2 separate regions of the Ovis aries genome follow, and region 2 is linked to region 1. Evidence: chromatin contacts called from public Hi-C data. All regions are on one chromosome and are shown on one strand. The core of a region is the stretch at or near the end of the contact, and the rest is flanking DNA. Distances in the headings are between cores, read along the strand shown.

Evidence for each region. Hi-C and Micro-C count contacts between places; a contact is called where the count stands out from the background.
Region 2: a Hi-C map of hypothalamus shows a contact between it and region 1, with 4 times the contacts expected there. The contact joins the enhancer-like site here to the promoter of WNT7A in region 1. A contact is called at or near these places in 5 of 16 Hi-C or Micro-C datasets (hypothalamus, liver, muscle and 2 more).

Annotation. Positions count from the first base shown.
Region 1 is chr19:58,065,085-58,069,287 of ARS-UI_Ramb_v3.0, forward strand. It overlaps WNT7A (Wnt family member 7A), which reads left to right and starts at 1,312. Exons shown (of 4, transcript XM_027957827.3): 1 at 1,312-1,635. The coding sequence starts at 1,565.
Region 2 is chr19:58,344,574-58,349,081 of ARS-UI_Ramb_v3.0, forward strand. It overlaps HDAC11 (histone deacetylase 11), which reads right to left. Exons shown (of 10, transcript XM_027957834.2): 4 at 1,432-1,548; 5 at 1-15. Among named protein-coding and RNA genes, the nearest start is that of HDAC11, 7.4 kb to the right of the region's middle. Within about 2 kb of position 1,793, at least 8 of the 54 cell types and tissues checked have an H3K27ac peak or open chromatin away from gene starts, as enhancers often do. A contact at or near this core is called in hypothalamus, where this site is marked.

The DNA of each region.
Region 1 (4,203 bases), core at 62-2,561:
TCTGGAGCACAGCCCTCATCCCCTCCTGCGGCTCCTGCCCACCTGTGAGCCTCTGTCCTGCCTTCTGCTTCCTGTACTGCCGGACCCTCTCCTCCCTGCCCTTCAGGCCTCACGTCTAAAATCAACCCTCCAGCCCCAGAGCTCTCTCTCACCATCACTCTGTCTTATCATCTGCACCTGCCCCTCTGACGTCTCCAATTATGCACTTGTTTACTTAGGGTCTGCCTCCCCCACCAGCTCGGAGAGAAGGATATTGTACTTATTCCTTAAAATATCCGCCGCGCCCACGCTGGGGCGTGGCACAGACATCTGTGCAATGGGAATGGACGCTAGAATAGTGGTTTTCATTGACCTTGTGTGATTTAGCAAAGCCGTTCAGAAGTGATAACCCTGGGGAGCCGGGAGCTGTTCACTAGAGTCACGCACGCCTTGTTTGCAATCTGGCTCGGCCACTCCTCCAAGCTGGTGTCTTTGGGAAAACACCTTCGCTGCCCTGAGCCTCGATTTCTTTCGTTGCAATCTGAGTCCCAAAGCCCCTAGCTCACTGGACTGGGCTGTGTATCATGGGAAGGGGTCAGGACCTCTGGTCAGCTTGGACGCTGTCCCCGCGAGCGAGCCAGGCCTACCTGCACTGCCCGCCAGGTGTCGCCGCGAGCGCGCGCCGAGCCGCCGGCTGCGCCCGGAGCCCTCGGGCGGCTCGCGCGCCCCGCGTCTGGGCTGCGAGCGGGGAGTCCAGGCCTCCAGACTGTCCTCCAGGAGCGGGATTCCAGCGGAGGCTGTCTCACCTGGGCACCCACCTGCCGCCCCGCCTCGAATGGACGGGGGTGAGGACGAATCCGCTGAGCCAAGTCATCCTCCTCCGCCACTAGCCCTGCGAAAGGGGGCGCCCTCCCCCGAAGCTGGGGAGAGGGGAGTGAGCTCTCCACGACCCCCACCCCCCAGCTCCGAGCACTCGGAGGGACCGGGAGGCAGGCCCGGGCGCGAGTGAGGGTTCTCGGCCGAGCCCCGATTCCCCCCAACCGGAGGGCCGTCCCTGCGCGTCCGTTCGCCCCGCAGTCGGCGAGTTGGCGCCGGAGGGGCGGCTCGTGCGGACTCCCGTTGCCCCCCACCCGGCTGGGCGCCCCGGAGCCGGGAGGGGGCGCCGCGGGAGCGCGTGGGGCAAGCGCGAGCGCGCTCGGAGCAGGCGGCCCTGTCCCGCGGGCGCGGGGGCGCGGGGCGGGCGCTCCGCGGAGGCGGGCGGGGAGGGGGCGGGGGACGGTGGGAGGGGCGGGGGCGGGCGGCTGCAGCGCCCCCGCACGCCCCGCGCCTCGCACATTCGCCCCGGCCGCTCGCGCGCAGCCCGGCGTCGCCCCGCGCCGCGCTCGCTCCTCCCTCCTTCCCGGGGCTCGGTGGCTCCCGCGCTCCCGGCGAGGCTCCGGCGCCGAGCGCGCGGACGGGCGGACGACAGACGGCCTCGGGAAGCCTCGGCCCGCGCCTCCAGGGCGGGCTATGTGGATTGCCCCGCCAAGGCCGGCCCGCGGGATCAGCCCGGCCCGGCCCGCGGCCCCGGCGGCCAGCGGGGACTATGAACCGGAAAGCGCGGCGCTGCCTGGGCCACTTCTTTCTCAGCCTGGGCATGGTCTACCTCCGGATCGGGTAAGGGCCGCTCGCACCCCCTGCACGCGCGTCCCGGCAAAGTTGGCGTGTCTCGGGGAGGGGTTGAGCCGCTCGCGAGCCGCCGCCGGCCGCCAACTTCGTTGGCTCCGCAGATAGGCGGAGGCGGGTGAGGTGCGGGAACGGTGGGCGCACAGAGGGCCCCCGCAGGCGCGAGCCCCAGGGGCGCGCACAGCTCCAGAGACACGGCCGTCCCGGGAATGCCCGAGGGAGGAAGCCCCCTCCCCCGACCCCAAGCCAAGGACAACCCGCAGGGACGCTCCAGCGCGGGGGACCCTGAAGAGGTCGCCTGCTGCAAAGGGTCAGCGCCTCCCAGGGACACTCGGACCGGGTCATGGGACCACCAGCCAGGACCACAGCAGCTCCCAGGGAGCTCAGCCCCCAGAGCCCAAGAGAAAGTGCCCACAGAGGGGCGGGCACAGCCGCTCCTAGTGCAGGGCAGTCCCCGGGTGGCAGGCAGGGCGGGTCTGCGAGCAGGGAACAGGTACCCGCAGGGAGGCACGTTCGCTGGGCCAAAGCACAGAAGCCCGGGCACCACGCGTTTCCAGGAACCCTCAGACCCCCGGGGCCGAGGGGACAGCGCCAGCCACCCGAGCAGACGCACACAAGGGTAGAGCTGGAGATGGACCGAGACAACCAGGGACGCAAGCTCGCGAGCCAGCGCCGGCGAGAGGCGGGACAGCCCGCCCCCTAAAGCTGGGCACCCGAGGCGGCCGGCGCGTCCGCGAGCGGCCCTCCCCGTCTCACCCTGGCGTTTCTCGGGGTTGGGCCGGGGGCGGCGCTCGGGCTGGAAGGTGGGAGGGGGCGGCCCGGGACGCGTCTTGGAGCTGCGTTTGCAGGGCCGGTCACCCTTTGTACTTCGGAGATAGTGCGCGTGAAGCGTGAGGGTGGGGGCTCCAGGGATGGATGGGGGGTTCCGGCGCGCCGGGGCCACCTCGGCAGGTTTCACGAGAGCGGCGCCCCCAGCTCCGCTTGGGGAGGGGACGGACTGCAGGATCTGCGGCGGGGTGTGTGTGTGTGTGTGTGTGTGTGTGTGATGGATCCTTTGTTTTGTCCCTCGCTTCCCCCGCCTCCCCGCCCCGCGGCTCCCGCGATCTCGCAAGTTGACCGGCCGCGGCGGCCAGCAGGTGCGCACGGAGCGGACCAGGCGGCTGCCAGCCGTGACCGCGGGCCGGGAGGCGGCTGCGGGGCTCGCGCGCTGCCTGCCTGCGGCTGTTTTAAGTGTTATTGATTCGCCCGCGTCTGGGTGGCTTTGCTTTTTTTTTTCCCCCTGCTTTAATCATCTTGGCCCGCGCCCCACCGCCCCGCGCGCATCCAGGAAGCCGGTGGGGCTGATTGGCGCTGGCCGCGTGCGGCTTTATCTTCTTTTTAATTAGAAACGGGGCGGAGGGACCCGGGAGCGGAGAGAGAAAGGGAAAACAACAGAAAATAACCTCCCCTGGCCGCCCCGCCCGCCCGACCTCCCGCCGCCGGCGCCGAGACCTCACAGTCCCCGCAGGGATCCAGCTGCCCAGAGGGACGGAGGGAGAGAGCACTGGAGCCACGGAGGGCGCCCGCCTTCCGTTCCGCGGCCGCCCTTTGGGGTGGGGAGGGAGGGCCAGGTCAGGCGGGGAGTGGCAGGGTGGTCTGGGGCCAGGCCCTGCTGCTCTCTGCACCTCGGCTTATCCATCTGTAAAATGGGCCCGAAAGGTGAAGTTTCAGAGCTCTCTCTTGAGAGGCCTTCTGGTTCCGATGGATGGCAAGGCACCTGTGTATTCTTATCTGGATAGTTCCTGTGGCTCAGGGACAAGCCTTTTGGAACAATCAGACCCAATAACAGTAACTACTACAGCAGCTCATTTATTGAGTGCTCACTGTGTGCCTGACACCTTGGGAGCACCTCCCATGTTTAATTTTTCAGCCTCCCTTTGAGATGAGGCCTAGGTAATACCCTCATTTTAGTAATGGGGAAACAGCGCAGAGAGGAGATGTAATTTGCCCAAGGTCACACAGCTCCCAGGTGAAGGAAGCTTCGGTGGCACCCTAGGCCTGAACACTTAGCTCTGAGACTGTGCCTGTGATTTTTTTTTCCCCCAAATATATAATTTCACTCTCTGCTGATGGAGGGGGTTTCCTGGTGGTCAGCTAGGTGTTCAGAGGCATCTCCTGTCTTGTGGCCAGAGCATCTCTGCTTGCCTTGCTCTTTTTATGCTGTCTCTTCCTCAAATGCTGCAGACCTTCTAGCTCTGTCTTGTAGTGGCTGAGACGGATGACTGAGGGCACTCGTCAGTCTCCAGGTCTCACTCTCTGTGAGCCTCGGCTTTCAGCTGTGCAGAGTGGACACGTGAAATGAAGGTGACGGTCCCTGCCCAGGAGGGCTGTTCAGAGAGACCACGTGGTCCAGTGTGAGTGGCGGCCCGGCCACGCTGCCTTTGCGTATAGTAGGCATCCTGCAAAGCTCATGGATGCATCCAAGGCTGGGGGTGCCTCTACGTGGCAGGCACGCAGCCTGAGTGACATTTCTGAGGCTCATAATTGGGATGGAAAGTTAGGAGGGATGGCGTGGGGAGG
Region 2 (4,508 bases), core at 543-3,042, 280 kb after region 1:
TGCCAGCTTCCCCGCCTTTGAAAACAAGCACAGGCTGAGGCAGGCAGGGGCCGAGCGCTTCACTCACTCCTGCACTGACTCACTACCCCCGTGAACACTGCAGGCAGCTCCAAGGTGCGGATGAGCTGTGAGGTGGGGTACGGGGGGCACCACCCACCCCCACCCGGCAACCCCCCGGCTGGCCTCTGAGACGGCAGCGCGTCGTGAGCGCGCTCAGTAGCGTCCGACTCTGACCTCGAGCACTGCAGCCCACCAGGCTGCCCTGCCCACAGGATTTCCCAGGCCAGAATGCTGGAGGGGGCTGCCGTTCCCTCGTCCAGGGGACCTTCCCAACCCAGGGATCAAACCCACATCTCCTGTGGCTCCCGCACTGGCAGGCGGATTCTTTGCCACTGAGCCACCTGCAAAGTGTAGACCCCTGTGGTAACTGTGTCAGGGAACTGGAGGAAACCAGAGTTCCGTTCTCAGGCTTGCATGCGAGCTGACAAGGATTCTCACGTGGCTCTCGAAGGGAAAACAGACACAATTTTGCTCACGGAAATACTGTTGCTCTAGTCCTAAAATCATGTAGGAACCCATCATTCTGGGGTGAGCAGGAATATTCTAATAAACTTTGAAAGTGCACAGATTTGCAAAGCTAAGAAGAAAACTACAAGGGGTCAGCCGGTGTTGATCCAGGTCTGGGTTAGATCACTGTACATTTCAATCGTTTCCACTTCTTTTCCTCACTGTCTGTGGCTGACTTTCATTGGAAGGACTGATGCTGAAGCTGAAACTCTGATACTTTGGCCACCTGATGTGAAGAGCTGACTCATTGGAAAAGACCCTGATGCTGGGAAAGATTGAAAGTGGGAGGAGAGGGGGCCGACAGAGGATGAGATGGTTGGATGGCATTGCTGACTCAATGGACATGAGTTTGAGTAAACTCTGGGAGTTGGTGATAGACAGGGAGGCCTGGTGTGCTGCAGTCCATGGGGTCACCAAGAGTCAGACACGACTGAGCAACTGGACTGAGCTGACACGCGGTGTGAAACCCACTTTTGCCGCGAGTGTTGGTGACGGCCACACCCCGACGTGGGTGAGGGCCACCATCCACCGCCGAGATCACGGGTTTGTTTTCATCTGAAATGTGAGAAGCTCAGAGCCGCAGTTTTTGGACACACTCTTGGGAGGGCCAGCTGGTTAAGGACGCCTCTTACACACCAGCAAATACTCTAACAGGGGGTCTTGGGGGAAGAGCAGTGATTTCTATGGGAGAAGCTTTGGAAGAAAGTTCCTGTTGCCGCCTTGAAGAACATTTGTAATTTTGCTCAACTACTCAGCAGGACGAGGCATTCTGGAGGGAAAACCCCAGGTGGGCAAAGGCCCAGGGAGCGAAGGAGCCGGGGCTGGGGGCTCCCGCCCAGCCACTGCCCCCCACGCCCCACCTACCATTATGGTTCCTCCCGTCTGGGTCCGCAGGGGCCTGAGCACCTTCCTCTGCACCAGGAAGTTGGGCAGGAAGATGACCGGGGGGATCTCTGTGATGGTCGCGACGGCAAAGGACCACTGCAGGAAGAGACGTGGGCTGTTTGGCCTCCCTCTGCCCAACAGGCCCAGAGGCAGAAGATTCCCCCTGGACCAGCTTCAGGGCGCCTGGGGGGCTGTGGGCAAGTGCAGCTCCTCGGGTGAGAAATGGGGGCCCTCCCACCGTGGCTGAACTTCAGGTTCGGCTCAGAGATGCTCACAACAGGGTGTTCGTAAACTGAAGTCAGCGAAGGGCCTCATGGGCCAAGGCCCTCGGCTGCCCTCTTGTGTCCAGAAGGAGAACTGCAGGGGACGACCGATCACCACCCAGCCTACTCAGAACTGGCCTGGCCCGCACCCCGGGGCAGCAAGGCCCTGCGGGGGCAGGGAGAGGGGATAAGGAAGGAGGATCCTTCTTTACAAGGTCACAGAGAGTCATCGACAGAGTCCGGACTGGACGCCCAGGGCTGCTGGTGCCCCAGCGCAGCACGCCCCTTCATCCACCCGGAGTCAGCTATCCCTTCAGATGGGGCTGCACGCTCTCATCCCCTGCTGCCGAGGCAGGAGGGCCTGGGGCACCCAGACCAGGATATAGCCTCCCTTCGACCTCCCAGGCCCTGAGCAAGTGTCCATGCACCCTGGTCCTAGACCTCTCCTGCCTGGCTGGGAACACCCGCGATCCAGACCCTGCTCTCCACCAATGCTAGGCAGAGCCCTGCAGGGACCCTGGCACCTGGCAGATATTTCCCAAGAGCCTGGGGAGGCACCAGGCCTGGAGATGGAGCTGGTCTGTCCTCACGGACACACAGCAGCCTGGTGGGGAGGTGCTGACCTGCAATGTGACAGCTTTGCTGGGGGAGGGAGAGCACGGTCTGGCCGGACAGCTGCAAGACCACGTGTGAGTGAGCGGGGGCATATGTGTTGCACGTGTGTGGAGGACCCATAAATGGGAAGGCGGGGGCTCCACCTGTCTGTCACACCAACCCCAGCAGCAGCCCAGCACGTGGGAAGCAGGGAATGACTGTTCCCTGGAAGGGAGCGACGAGCCCCCGAAGGAAAACATCGACCTCTGCCTCCCTCCCACCCCCAGCAAGCCAGCAGGGGACAGAGAAGGAAAGAAAATGAAGCCACCGGCCCCAAAAGGAAATTAAGAAAGCAATTTCATTTACAAGGACATCAAAAAGAATAAATTAACCAACCAGGTACAAGACTCGTACGGTGGAAACTGCAAAATGCTGCTGAAAGAACGTAAAGTTCTGAATGAGGGGAAAGACATCGGTGCCCACAGGGTGGAAGACCTAGCCTTGTGAAGGCGGTTCTCTCCTAACTCATCTACAGACTCATAATCGCTACTGAAATCCCAATAGCGTTTTTTGATTTTTGTTTTTTTGCAGAAGTGGAGAAGCTGTCCTATAAACCTGGAGGTCCCATTTCCCGGGGACCCTCGGAGGCTCACCCTCGGGTACTCTGTGCACGGGGTCTGTGTCTCTGCTCTCACCAACTCAGGGCACCGTGGGGGGCAGCAACAAGGCCAAAGGTGTGCCCAGACTCCCTGGGGCTCCGGCCACAGTTTCCGGGACATCCTTGGCTTCCAGACCCCACACCCAATCCGAGCCCAAGAAAGTCCTGTTGTTCCAACTTCACAACAAACCCCGGGTCCTGCCATGTCCGCCCCCGGCCACAGCTGCTTCCAGCCTTGTCTGAGCGCCCAGGCTCTCCCACCAGGATCACGGCAACCATCCCCTTCCTCTTGCGCTCCTGATTTCATCCTGATAGCCGGTCTCATCTATTCCCATCACAGCTGCCAAGCAAGCTTTGGAAACCCAGGTCAGATTGCGTCCTCATGCTTGAAACTCTCCTGGGCTCCCACTGCCCTCAGAGCAAAGGCGTAGCAACCACAGGCCCTCGCTGGTCCTAACCCTCATCTGACCCCGCCTCCTACTGCCTCCCTTCCGTTCCCTCCAATCCAGCGGTGTCACTGCTGCTGGGACACTCCTGCCTCAGGGCCCTTGCCCCTGCTCCTCCTCCTGCTCGCTCAGAATGCCCTCCCAGCCCACTCCCTCACTCTCCCCTTTGGGAGGCTGAGCCCCCTCGCACTCCAGGCCTGAGTCCCTACAACCGCCTTCCTCTGAGACTCCGCAAGTATCACCTTCTCGTCATTCTCTGGTCTCGGCTCACAGCCCGCCTGCTCTGCGAGGCCCGCTCGAACTGCTCGGCCTGCGCGAGCGCGCCTCTGCCCAGTGGCCCTTTCTTTCCCCTGTTGCTCCCGGGTCGCTCGGCCTGCACAAGCACGCCTCTGCCCAGTGGCCCTTTCTTTCCCCTCCGTCGCTCTCAGATGCTTTTGACTGTTACTTCTTTTCAGTCTTGCAGCAGGAAATGCGAATCCATGGCAGCAGGAAACGTTGCTTATTGCTTTGTTTTGGCACCCAATACACAGTCAGAATGCCATATGGAGGTGTTGCATGACTGAATACTTCTTTGCCTTAGTAGGTCATGTGGAAATCATCGTGTTTCTCCTTTTGCTCTGGCCACCAGGGAGCTCCAGATATGTAGCTCGGCCGTGGCCTCTTGGATACGTTTGCATATCTGAATGCTCCTTCTGCCCTTGATGTCGGTTTTCTACTTGAGACTCTACCTGTAAATACTTGCTCGTATTATTACGTAGCACCTAGAAAGCTGCCTTCAGGGTGCTGGGGGGCCCAAGGCCAGGCATGCGGTCAGCCCCCATTGTTCCCTGAAAGGACCTCCAAACAGATGGAGCTCAGCCCCGCCCAGCTTTCTCCGGGCGCTCCCTCCAGCCCCGCCCCTTGGTCCCGGCCTCGCCCTGGCCCCACCCTCACCCTCTGGACTCTGGCAGGCATGTCCTCCTGGCCTCACCCCTGGGCTGTGGACTGTGACCACGCAGTCCCGGCCCCGGGAAACCAGGGCAGCCAAGTGCTGGGCTTCCTGCCAGGGCCTCGCACCCTTCGCTCTCCCGGCAGCCAGGCTTCATCTTCTTCCTG